Linked DNA regions of Gossypium hirsutum: region 2 is linked to region 1. A link is a contact called in public Hi-C data. All regions are on one chromosome and are shown on one strand. The core of a region is the stretch at or near the end of the contact, and the rest is flanking DNA. Distances in the headings are between cores, read along the strand shown.

Region 1 (7,495 bases), core at 4,787-7,286:
CAATTACCTCAAACTCATTAAAATTCACCAAAAAATCCATGAAATAACATCATATATGCATGAATATGTTAAGCTATTATAAATTCCTTTCAAAAGCTAAAAAAATATGCTATTAGATCACCAAAATAACAAGGTTTCCAAAGTTTGTATTTTTGGTCCATCTAACATTCACCTATACCAATAACCTATGTACATACCATACTAAACCCAAAATTCATACATAAAACCTTGCCTCTTGGAAAGGTGATGAGATGGGATACACTCGACCTCGATATTAGCCCAACGGGATCTACTGCATCTACGCGTTAGAGAATTAACGCGGTAAGCCTGTGAAGACTTAGTAAGTACTTCAAGATTTTTAAAATCTACTACTAATGAAAATATAAAATAAAATTATATCCATTTTATAGACATATAATTCATATCAAATTAGTCCCTAGAGTTCAACATTTTTCTAAAATCGTGCTTACCATTACTTACCGTAACCCATTAATTGATAATAGTTGAGTTACGACACTGTATCCCAATATAGACTAGTTGAACACTTAGGATATACGAAAATAAACCGGTAATGCATTGTTAATGCATATCATATATCACTAAGCACAAAGTGCAAATAACGATAAGCACCAAAGTGCAAAATAATAACGATAAGCACTAAAGTGCAAATTTTTACAATGATAAGCACTGAAGTGCAAAATAATACGATAAGCGCGCTAATTTTTCTTAATGTTATGCCATCAGTATCCTAATAGTTCGGAACTCGTCTACATGAGATTTTCTTATTATTAAATTATTTCATTCATTCACTTGACAAAATAATATAACTTTGTATTTTTCACGATTTAGTCCTTATCACAATAACACTAAAACTTGTAAATTCTCTTTACTTTTACTGCACACAACACTATAATTTTTACATCACTTCATTCAAACTCACTTTCCATATATTCATAATATCATAACATATTTTAATTTCTTTCAATTTAGTCCTTTTTTTATTATCACCACAATACGTCTTATAATGGTACACCAAAGTCAACATTCATAACATTTACATTATTTACCCCTACTAAAACTTATTATGATATCATTAATTTAGTAAATAAACTGCTTAATTAACATAAATTAAACAAAATTACTACTTGAAGTACTTACAACCAAAATTTGGATGATGGTTTTCTCTTCTCTTCTACTCCTTGTCCATTTCTTTTCCTTTCCCTTCACTTTTGTCCTCAAACTTCTCTTTTTCTTCAATTTCATAACAACATATAACATTTATAAGTTAAAACTAAAATCAAATAAACTTTTCTATGCTAGATTATGAAAATAAACATGTATGTTATGAGAGTTTCCATCATTCTACTTTAACTCTTTGAAAACTCAAAACCCTAACTCATGTATTTCTCTCTTTAACCCATCTATGCAAGTTTCCTCATGAAATAAAGTTTCTCATTAGTCTTCTTTTTAGATTTTATTAAAGAAATTTTAAAGAAAAATGAAGGTTTAAAGCTTGTATGGTTCAACAATGGAGGAATGGCATGAAAGGAAATAAAAGAAAAGTTGGATGGATTTGGGGGGTGAGTGACGATTTGGTGTGTTGGGAAAAGATGATATCTTTCATCTTTTCTCCACTTTTCTACACATTTTTATTAAATGGTCAATTTGCTAATAAGTCCTCAAGCCATCCATTTTTACACTTTTACCCATCATCATTACACCTTAAAATATCTACTTGTAATTCTATTTAGATATAATTCTATTTGTACAATACACATGTAAGAGTTAGGATAGAGGCTCACCTAATACTCACATTTACCATAGCTTGGAGTTCCAAACTCGATCATCTTTCTCAAACCATCAGCAGCAACTGCTTCATGGACATAAAACCATTATCAAAAACCTATTTATAGATAGATTGCTAATAGCTTAACTACAAATGACCCCCATACTGGACTTCTTATTCATAGCTTACTGTTAATACGCTTCCTAACCTCCTTACCCTTTCAAAAAATTTAATATGCAGAGATGCCATACTTACTAGAAGATCGAAACACTCACTTATTAAGCCAAAATCCTTAGTTTTCATTTTACAAAGTAAAGAGAACATTTAAGTTTAAAAAGAAAAACTAAAGAGTAGTATTGAAAGAAGGGAAAACCGTCCTCAATGTTCTTTTCTCACCATATATATATACACCCATCTTCTCTCAGTGGACTTTGACAAGTGTCAACTGTATGCAGTAATTGTCCTTTAATTGGCCTACAACGACTAAAAGAAATATAAATGAGAGTCTTATACATGCTATTTGACTAGTCAACTCATTAGCTCCCAACCAGATCCCATTGGAAAAATCCATTTAGCACAATGCTTAAGCAAACCAGACGTACTATACATTTGGTGATAACTTATATATGGCATGTAATATTCCACTAAAACTCTGAAACGCTCTTTGCACTCGTCTTATTCCTTCTCAGATGGAGATTGTTATGAGAACTAAATTTTGACATACTTATTTGGGCAAATACTCTATGCGCCCAACATCACTTCCTTAGAGGCTTAAAAATTGGCGGACTTACCATTAGAGTGCGCCAAAACAAATAACCTTCACAATTATATGCCTTACTTTCGGATCTGCCCGATTTGGGATGTGACATTGATGGTTCTGTGTTTGATTCAAACTTGTTTGAGCCCATACTCGAAGTAGTTTGTGGTATGAGAATATCGTAGAAGGTCGTTTGGTTGAAAGTTTGGAACGAAAAGGATTCTTATAGCCGAAAACACAAGTGCAATTTTGGTAAAAGGTTTATTACTATAAATATTATAAACCAGCTCAGTTTTTAAATTTTTAATTTTTTGTTGTGCAAGAAAACCATTTTCGAAACGAATTTTTCCAACAACATATTAACTAGATATTCATATGTTTGCTTATGTGACCCAGTTCACGTTCTAAGTTAGACAAATCAAGTGCTTCATCTTCAACTTTAGGAATTCTAGAAGGACGAGCATCAGAGCTTAAAGGAGCAAATGATGAAGGTGGTACCTTAATTTGTGACATTTCTGGAGGTGATTGTGTTGTCTGTGTACTTTTCTTTTTTTAAAAAAATTAATTATTGTCGACTTCATAACTACAATTTCTTAAAAGATAAAAAAAATTAATAACTATAAACTAAAATTAAACTATAAAATTTAAAACACAATAAAAACATTAATAAAGTTGCAAAAAGATGAAAAAAAAACTTAGAATATGAACCCAATGTCGCGTTTGAAGGAAAGGCGTTGATAACAGTAAATGTTAATAGCAATATAAAAAAATACATTTTTACTAGTTAACAAATTAAATTTTAACCTAAATTCATATTTAATATTAAATTAAGAAGTGACCAACTATTATCCAAAAACAATAAAGTTGTTTAGTGTTGGGACCCATTATATAATATATTATATAAATATTTAAAGCTTAAAAAATAACATATAAGGTATGAAGAACTTCAAAGTTGGAAGGGGAGGCAAACAGCAACATGGGGGCCGGGGATTATCAAAAATTCATTTTTATAGTTTTAGGGGTCAGACTTACTGGTCCTTAATTTTGTCACTGATATAGATATTATTAAGATGGTATTACAAATTAATTCAATATTAATTTAAGGTTGATGATAACATCTTAATAAGTAATTGTATTTATGTGTTTAAATTTTATTTTACTTGTAATATAATTTAATTTTTTCTTACAATATTTTATATATTTCACGTGTTATTATTGATAATTAATTTCAAATAATATATACATATATTTATAGTTTGTAATTATAACATCGAAGGTGACACCTTCCGGCTCGTCTCATTTTGGCGGAATAGGCAAATTTTGGCCACAGAAATGGAATAAGGAATTAAAAAGTTTGTTGGAATTTAAAATCATGGTTTGAATGAGATATAATTATACAGAAAAATAAAATCTCAATAAAGCAAGACAACAAAATTTACTTGAATAATACGTAGTATATACGTGTTATGTGTTGATTTATTTGAGTTTCGTTAAAACTTACCATGCGCATATTCCCTCGGATTATTCCAATTTCCCAGCGTTTCATTAGTTGAAAGGATAAATTCTCAGATTTTCAAAACTTACATAATTATTTTTAAAATTATCAAATTGTTATATTTTAATCATTTTGATAAAGGTTAATAATTAATTTAGTCTCTAAAATATTTAATTGATACTTTTTAATTTTTTCTTAATAATAATTTTAAAAAATTTAAAAAATAAACTGCTCAGATAGTCATCCAATCTTCAATGCGTTTTTATTTTGGTCATCAATTTTTTTTTTTGTTAATTTAGTTACTTCTATTAGATTAACTGTCATTTTTAGTCACTCTACCGTTCAAATGCTTTGGTCTTTGAATAAAATACTAACATAACAGTCTTTTGATTGGTATAATAACAAATTTAGCCTTTAACGCTTTACACATTTTGTAAAGTTGATCCTAATTCTAGAGAAATTCAATAAATTTAACTCTCAATGTTTGCACATCTTGTCAATTTAGTCCAAATCTAAAAATTTAAAAATTTTATAATTTTAGAAACTAGAAAATATATATAACTTATTATAAAAAAGACATAAATATATATAATTACATAAAGACTTAATTTCCATTTAGTCCTAATTCTAAAAAAATCAATAAATTTAACCCTTAATGTTTACATACTTTTCAATTTAGTCCAAATTCTAAAAATTCACAAAAAAATATAAATAAAATATTCAAAAACATAAAACATTCAAAAAATAATCAATCAAAACCAAAAATCAAAGTAAGTAAAGTTTTCTTAGTTATAATTCAAAAACATGAAAAATCCATTGCAATCGCACAACATTGTGGTTAAAAAATTACAAGAAAAAATTTTCATTCTCGTTACCAGATTTTTTATTCAACCAAACAAAAGAGAAACTTCATAAAAAAACATTCATCCGTTTGTTGAGCACTCACCATTAAACCCACACCCAAATTTGGTTTTTTTACAGACATACCCAAAATCGATTTCGCATTTTCTTTTAATGAGAAAAAGTCAATCAGTGAAGCACCGCTTAGCCTTAAGCATTTAAGTCCCTTAAAGCCCTACAATTTACCATTGGAATGGAGCTAGACATATTTCTATAAGTAAAGGCTTTTTCATTTGCATCCCTTAAACTAGTTGTTTGATCATGGTGTTGGTTGGATTTGGTAGTGATTGGCTCAAGCAATTAATTCAAGTGACTCATTTAGCTTGACGGGGTTTAAATAAAAAAAAAGAGAGAAAAGATTGATTTAAAGAATTCAAGAAAAATTGAGAGTTAAAATTTGTTGAACCCCTATTTTTTTTTTGTTAAAACTAAAGAATTATTAATTTGAACCCCTCAACTAAATTCATATTTAAGCCTTTATGTAATTATATATATATTTTTAATATTTAATATTTTGTCTTTTTATAATAAAATTTATATATTTTCAAGTTTTTAAAACTATAATTTTTTGAATTTAGACTAGATTGACAAAATTTATAAATATTGAGGGTTAAATTTGTTAGTTTTTTTAGAACCAAGACCAAATTTACAGAATGTGTAAATTATTAAGGGTTAAATTTGTTATTATAACAATCAAAAGATTGTCACGTCAACATTTTCTTTTGTGACCAATGTACTTTAATGGTGGACTAACTAAAAATGTCAATTAATGGGGTGACTAAATTAACAAAAAATTCTGGTGAACAAAATAGGAACACTTTAAAACTTCAGTGACAATCTGAATAGTTTAGCCTTTAAATTTTTTAGAATTATTAAACAGATTTTAAAAGTATGAAATTGATATTTTAGTTATAGTTCATGGGATAAATTGGTAATTAATTCTTTAAATTAATGTGTAACTTCATTTTTTAACAAAATTTAATCTGATGAGTGACTAAAATATAATAATTTAATAATTTTAGTGACAATTATGTAATTTTCAAAGTTGAATAACTTAAATATAATTTTAATGGTAATTGGTGTCGTTTACGCTACTTGAAAAGGCATTTCATTTTGGGATAAAGCGCAAGCAGTCCTAGCTCGCTGAAGTAGTGCTAGTGCTTCGATTATGGAGCAACAATCTCCTCCCTCCTCCTCCACAACCACAACCACCACCAGCACCACTCCTTTCCTCCCCCAACATCACCCATGGTGGCGTCGTCATTTCCACATGAAAAATTCCCTCTCCTCCGAACTATCAGGAGCAGTGGGAGACTTGGGGACTTTCATCCCAATTGTCCTAACTCTCACCTTGGTTTCCCACTTAGACCTCTCCACAACTCTCATCTTCACTGCCCTTTACAACATAACCACTGGCCTACTCTTCCACATTCCCATGCCTGTCCAACCCATGAAATCCATAGCTGCCGTTGCCGTCTCCGAAACCCCTCACCTTACCACCTCCCAAATCGCCACCGCTGGTGCCTCTACTGCAGCCGTCCTCTTCCTTCTCGGGGCTACCGGTCTGATGTCGACCCTTTACCGTCTCCTCCCTCTCCCTGTTGTCCGCGGGATCCAGCTCTCTCAAGGTCTCTCCTTTGCCTTCTCAGCCATCAAGTACATCCGTTACAATCAAGATTTCGTAGCTTCTAAAGCTACCGCCCCTCGGGCTTGGTTGGGTCTTGATGGTCTTGTTGTGGCCCTTTCAAGTCTCCTCTTTTTAGTCATCTTCACGGGCTCCGGGGATCATTATGATAGAAATGAATCTGATGAGGACCAACCCCGTCGCAGAAACTCAAAGAGGTTGAGAATTTTGGGTTCAATTCCAGCTGCTTTGATAGTGTTCCTACTTGGGTTGGTTTTATGTTTTATACGCGATCCTTCAATTTTTGGTGATATTAAGTTCGGCCCATCAAAAATTGGATTTTTGAGTATAACTTGGAATGATTGGAAAGTTGGGTTTTTGAAAGGAGCAGTGCCACAAATTCCTCTGTCTGTATTGAACTCAGTTATTGCAGTTTGTAAGTTGTCTGGTGATTTGTTTCCAGACAGAGAGCTGTCTGCTGCCAAGGTTTCAGTGAGTGTAGGGGTTATGAATTTGGTGGGGTGTTGGTTTGGGGCAATGCCAGTGTGTCATGGTGCGGGTGGGTTAGCTGGTCAGTATAGGTTTGGGGCAAGGAGTGGATGGTCGGTGGTATATTTGGGGATAGGGAAGTTGGTAATTGGCTTGGTATTTGGGAACTCTTTTGTTAGGATTTTGAATCAGTTTCCTATAGGGATTCTTGGAGTTCTTTTATTATTTGCCGGCATTGAGTTGGCTATGGCCTCGAGGGATATGAACTCAAAGGAGGAGTCTTTTGTCATGTTGGTTTGTGCTGCTGTGTCTTTGACAGGTTCTAGTGCTGCATTGGGGTTCGTGTGTGGGATTTTGCTGTTTTTGTTGCTGAAGCTAAGAAAAATGGAGTATTCTGGTTCTGCTCCTGGTTTTAGCAAATTCAAGTTTGAGTCTACCGTTGAT
Region 2 (6,660 bases), core at 690-3,189, 190 kb before region 1:
GTGCCCGAATAACCATCGTCAACTACGACCCCATTTATGCTTAATCCCTTGATAGCATAACCTTTGTAAACTTGAAACTCTAGTTACACTTCAACCCCAAATCGTATAATCATCGTTAACTGGGATCTTGAGTTGCAACGTGATCCAACTTCTTGGGTGATGGCACCATACTCATGTGGCTGATAAAATTTATAGGTCACCCAACTTCATGGCACCACCGTAAATTCAAACATTCCTTAAAACTATAACAATGTCTATCTCAAACACAGATAAAAATAAATCTACAAATTTCTAATTTCCAAACATAAGAAAAGGAAAAAAAAATTTAGCTAAGTGAAAATGCGTCTTACAAGGCGTGTTTTCCTTTCTCTCTCTAAAAACAACGTAGACTAATAAATTTTTAGAATTTCAGCCTAGTTTCTCAAATGCTTTTTTTTTTCAATATATATAGATTAACCAAAATATATTAATGATAATTCTAGTAATTTATGGATATTTTATAATACTAAATTTCTCTCATTTTTTCTTTGGTAAAACTTATCGTAATAGGATTCCCAATCACAAATATAGATGGTAGTAAATTTTAATAATATCATGTATCCATGAATTTCATAAATAAAATGAGAACATATTGATCACTTTTACAATACCCAATCTGAAATGCATGTATCACAACAATCCTATAAAAGATAATATATTTTGTTTACCAATTATAGAAAAAAAAACACCAAATGCTAATAGTTTAACAATATATTTTATTTTCTATGACTTGTATTATACTTTTGACCCTTTTTTCTTCATATAAAAAGTTTGAATGACTCGGTCAAGAATTTTGACTTAAAATTATATATTAATTACCTTGATAAATTAAATTTAAAAATAAATATTAATTTTTTAAATTTATTTATTTATTACTTTAGGTTTTATTAATATAATATTGTATATTATTTAAAATAATTTTAGATAAAAATTAAATATGATTATTTGAGTATGTAATAGTTTAAAAGAGAATAATTTATTTCAAATTTTTAATAAAATAAATTAATTTAATAATTTTTACATATCGAAAATTTTCATTTTTAATGAATTAAAAAATTTAAATGATTTTTCAAACTGAGCATTTTTTTAATCATCTATTATATTTTGACTGAGTTTGATTTTCTATTTTTTTTATACTAATTCAAGTTTTGCATTTTTAAGTTTATTTTTGATAAAACAAAATTTCATTATTTTCGCATTATAAAAATTTAAAGTTACTTATAATAATAATAAAGCTGCGGTTCATTTTTAAGGTAAATTACATTATTAGTCACTAAGTGATGTGTAAAGTTTGATTTTAATTACTTAATTAAAAAAAATTATAATTTAGTCACTAAATTATTCAAAAGTTTTCATTTAAGTCATTGAACTATTTTAAAGTTTTTATTTAAATCATTGAGCTTTTAAATGTTTTTTTTAAGTTTCGCCGGCAAGCTTCAAGTGATGATTCAACGTTCAGTACAATGGATTAATACCCATTGACGAGTTGAAGAATATACCTTAGATCTAAGTTGATCTGACGATTAGTGTTGGAGATTAGAGAAAAAATCTATTTGAATTTGGTTAGTAGATCCACAACATATAAAGTTATTTAAAAAAAAACTTAACTGTAGAAGAGGAGGTGAAAAAGAGTTTTTAATTAATATAGGCAGTGCAAACAAAAAAAAGTAATATTACATCAATTTTAACAGCCCGATAATTTAATGAAAAATTTTAAATAATTTAGTTATCAAATTATAATTATTTTTACCTAAGTGACAAAACAAAAATTTATCATAATTTAATGAGTGATGGTATAAATTTTTTTAATAAGAAAAAACATAAAAAGTGCCACGATCTGAATCGTGTGTAATCCTACTAAATAACAGATTAAGACTCCGTTAGTCCATTTGGGAACGTTAACTTAATCGGAAGCATCCAATTTTAACGGCCTTACGCCCCATCATTATTGTTTTATCACCGTCCGATCATATCAACTTTCCTAATCCAACTGGTCCCAACTTCCAATATTATAAATTTAAAAACCTATTTTCAACGACCTTTCCCAAAATTCCTTTGAGTTTTCTTCCTCAAAAATTCAATTCAACAATTTATTTTTTTAATTTTTACTGAAAAATCAAATTCACCAATCATGAGATTCAAGAAAGGTAGCAAAGTCGAGGTATTAACCATGAAGGAGGTTCCAACCGGCGCGTGGCGCTGTGCCGAGATTATCTCCGGCAACGGCCACACTTACTGCGTCAAGTATGGTTGGTTTCCGATCACTGGCGAGGCGGCGTTGGTCGAGAGAGTCCCGAGGAAAGCGATTAGGCCTTGCCCTCCTCCTATAAATGGGACCGACGATTGGGTTCCTGGCGACGTCGTGGAGGTGTTCGACGAGTTGTGTTGGAAACCAGCGGTGATCGTTAGAGTTTTCGGTGGAAACAACATGTTTTCTGTCAGGATTCTTGGATCGAAGAGCCAACTCAAAGCACATCAATCTCGATTGCGTGTTCGACAATCTTGGGAAGACGGCAACTGGCTCCTTGTCGGGAAGGTAAATCTCCTGAACCTTTCTTTTAGTAATAAATTTTAATATATTTCTTTAACCTTTTTTGTTGGGACGTTGTTTCTTACCCTAATTGTTATGATCGATAACAGGGCTCGTCAAATTCCAGTGGACCACCGAAGAGGAAAAGATCTTGGCTTGGTTTTCCGGAAGCTGGTGGAAAGAAGATGAAGGTGATTGAAAAAGGTAGTTTTGGTGGTCAAAGACTAATAGTTCGGCTTCCTTGTCCTGCTTCTGAAAAGGTAGATGCATTTGTTTATCCCAAAAATATACTGGGTGAAAGATGTATGACTTCTTCATTTCGTAGAATTGATGATACCTTGAGTTGCACATCGTCTGTTGGTAGTTGTAGTGGTTTAGGGAATAATGGTCTTAACTTGTCTCCTAGTTATGCAACAAACGGTTGTGAAAACTTGGAGGATTATTGTAGTGATGCTGACTCATATTCTGAAAGGTGTTGTGGGGAAGATGGAAGTTCTGGAAGTTCTGTTTCCCCTAGTGTGGAATTGGGAACCGATTTCCATAGGTCGGAGCTGCATGCCTATCAGAAAGCTCTGTGGGCATTGCATGCTTCTGGTCCTTTGACTTGGGAAAAAGAAGAAAAGGTAACCAACCTACGTCGTACTCTTAATATTTCTAATGATGAGCATTTGAGGGAACTAAGAAAGTTGAGACATGATGATAATAGGTTTTTTATTAGTTGTTGCTAGGTTTAGTGAATAACATTTCTATCTGGTAATGCACTAGTGTTATATTTTACTCCAATGATGCAGATATTGTAAGGATACTTGAAATTTTCAATTTTGTAATTAGTTTCTTTTCCTATCTCCACGATAGAAGCTTCTGTTCTTTATGTAATTCCTTTTTGGCTGAAGTATAAAAAAGGCCCCTGAGCTAAGTAATCATTCAAGCCCCTAATGTTTTACTACAATCAACTGAACCTTCAAACATTTGTTTTTAATTTAGCGTAATATATATAAGCATTCTTTTCATTTTTGTTTTTGACCTTTTGCAAATTTTGTATATTGTTGGGTGGATATTTCAGCACAGTAAGTTCTATTATCCCTTGTGAAACTGTGGAGTTTCATTAAATACAAAGAGGTGAATTACGTTTGTTGTTGCTAGAGCAGTTTCCCTAAAATAAATATAAGTTTATACAAATTCAAGTTCCAGAAATAGTAACATGAATACCCTGTTTCAGTATTTCCCAGCGCATACATATGTGTGCAATTTTGCCCTCTATGATTACTTCGACCTTGTTCATGGTCTTTACCTGACCTTTTTCTAGTTCCCTATGTGGGGTCTTGGAAATTGTGATGTGGTGCTGGCTAGTTTATGGATTCTAGCTAGTGTTTCATACATTCCCCGTTTATGTACGTGAAGCTGTTCTACATCATATCATGATGATGTACAATTGTTATACTTGCTTATTTCAGCAGCATATGGAATTAATGTTGAGAAATATCTTGATGCTTTCTCAGAATATCTCATGGCAATGTTGGAGGCATCAATACTTTGCTTCTAAAGCCATGATGGATTGAATATGTCATCTCTCGCTGTTGATCAGGGGACAACATCCATGGTTTATTCCTAAAGGAACCCTTAAGCCCTGCTTTTGGTACGAATTATTTCTAAAAATATTTGAAAATTTTGATTTATCTATGGAAATGCTGGTATAGGTCATTGTATTCCTTGCTGCAGAAAAACAAGATAATCTTAAAAGCTGCCCTACAGTTAGCATGTAAATTGATAGGTTGCAAGTGCACTTATGGAAAGACATATCTGTTATTCCCCCTCCCCTTCTTCTTATCCCTTCTATAGAGTACATGAGAATTGAAGTTATATCCCATAGTGGAAAGTTTTGTATCTCTAGACTGTGCATATCCAATATGATTAAATAAATGTGTGTATATATATCGATAATCGATTCATATTTTTTTGCAAAGGCTTCTAACTTTAATGCTTGAGTATTGACAAGAAGATGTTACCATCACTTATTTTAATTTTTGAGAATGAAATGCACCCACTATACAATAATTAATTAAGACTCGCAAATATTTGATTTTCAAATTCATTCACCACTATAATTTATGGTAATCTAAAACCCAAATTCCTTTTCAGATGTGTGAAGTGCATTTGTGTGTTTTGTAGGTGTTTTAAATTTGAGATTGGTTTGTGATAGGGTGAGATATAGTCTGGTGTTTCATGTGGAGCATGTTTGTTGACTTGGATGTCATAGTTGGGACGTATTATCTCCTTGTTTGTCCATTTGTACCAAGTTATGGTATTTGTTCATGGGCAACTTAGAAATTTTAGTGGTTCTCAATTAAATGCAGCATCATCTTCATCATTATTATTAATTATATATATATAATTTTACAAATATACTATAGTTATACCTTATTAAGAAAAAATAAAAATTGAATAGCGAAGAGTTTAATTTATAATATATTAAGTTTTTATAACTTGTATAAATGTTTTAGTAATGATTAGGAACTTTTTATTGGTACTCATTTATTATTTTAAATAATATTGCTTGGTATTAATAATATGAAAGTAAAATGATATTGTATATATTTTTTAGCCATTAATTATGTTGTATATTGAATACAATAAAAATGCTTTAATATTTAACAAACCATCATATTTCATGTTCTATTTATGTAGATAAAGTATGTTAAGTTTAAAATAAATTAAAATTTTTAACTATTCATTTTATGTAAAAAAGAGTTTCAACCGTTAATTATATATCAGTATATAATATTTTAGATCAATATAGAAATATCGAATTGATTCAATAATTTATATACATAATAAGTACAAATATTTTAATAAATTTAACGATTTAATTGTTAAAATGTCGATGATATAAAAAATTAAGAAAAAGTGTAAAATTACTTTAATTTTATATCGATTTAAGTTTAAAAATATTTTTATATAACATTTTTTAAAGAAGATTTGACAATTTATCTAGAATTATCTCTTAAACCGTTTTTTTTTATTTTGAAACAAGCATCCACTCCCAGAAAAGTAGTCTTTAAAAATCTGCCGATCATATAAAAATGAAGTGTGTATATACATCTATATATGCATGATATCCTTTTCATGTAATAAGTGTGAGTGTGTGAGTTAGTTTTTTCTATCACTCGTATACTGTAATATCAAATTTAAAGTATACTCATAATTATTGAAAATTTTATATAATAAATATATAGTATACGGGTGATAAAAAAAATTAATTGATATTTTGATTATAATAGTAAAATTAAATATTTATTATGTTTAATGTTTTGGGTTTAAATATTATTATGATCAAATTTTTATCGATTTATTATATAAATAAAAACAAAAATATTCTCTTAAAAATATATATTAATTTGTATGTGAAGGATATTTTAGTATTTTTAATAGTTGAGTTGGTGTTCAATTGACCTGTAGCACTAACTCAGTAAAAAACTTAAATATCTAGATAATTTGGCTTAATACATTATTTGGTATCCAAGTTTGACATTTTTTTCATATGATACTTGAGTTTTTATCCAATGCGATATCTATATTTGGTAAAAGTTAAACATTTTGGCACATGAATGTAAGAATGTTAACTTTTAGTATTTAATTTGAGTTTTAGGATTGATTTGATAAAATTTTATAATTAATTTTCATCAAATCAATCCTCAAAATGAAAGAATCATAACCATCAAACTGTATTTAATAAATTAAAATAAATTCAAAATTAATGCTAAATTTATTCTATTGACAAAATTATGAAAATTCAATCCTAAAAATATTAATAATTAATTTTTATCAAGTCAATCCTAAAAATCGAATTAAAGACTAAAATGTTAACATAGTTACTTTTCGATAATAAAATTTTTGTTAAATGCAGGTACAACATTAGGTTAAAAAAAAGCACTTTATTAGAAAGAATTGTCAAACTCAAGTACTGAATGATACATTAAACCATAAAATTTCTAGTTGAATTGATGTCTTATTGATATTAACTCACGATGTGAGTGAAAATATTCATGTAACAAAATAATAGAAAATTGATATAAAAACCAAATATGCTTTTA

What was found. A called contact is a pair of places that touch in the nucleus more often than the background predicts.
Region 2: a Hi-C map of leaf shows a contact between it and region 1, with 2.0 times the contacts expected there. The contact joins the promoter of LOC107897210 here to the promoter of LOC107897224 in region 1. A contact is called at or near these places in 4 of 34 Hi-C or Micro-C datasets (all in leaf).

The regions. Positions count from the first base shown.
Region 1 is chrA10:12,490,646-12,498,140 of Gossypium_hirsutum_v2.1, forward strand. It overlaps LOC107897224 (molybdate transporter 2), which reads left to right and starts at 6,037. Exons shown (of 1, transcript XM_016822597.2): 1 at 6,037-7,495. The coding sequence starts at 6,107.
Region 2 is chrA10:12,303,702-12,310,361 of Gossypium_hirsutum_v2.1, forward strand. LOC107897210 reads left to right here and starts at 1,940. Exons shown (of 2, transcript XM_016822573.2): 1 at 1,940-2,575; 2 at 2,680-4,518. The coding sequence starts at 2,171. The coding sequence ends at 3,297.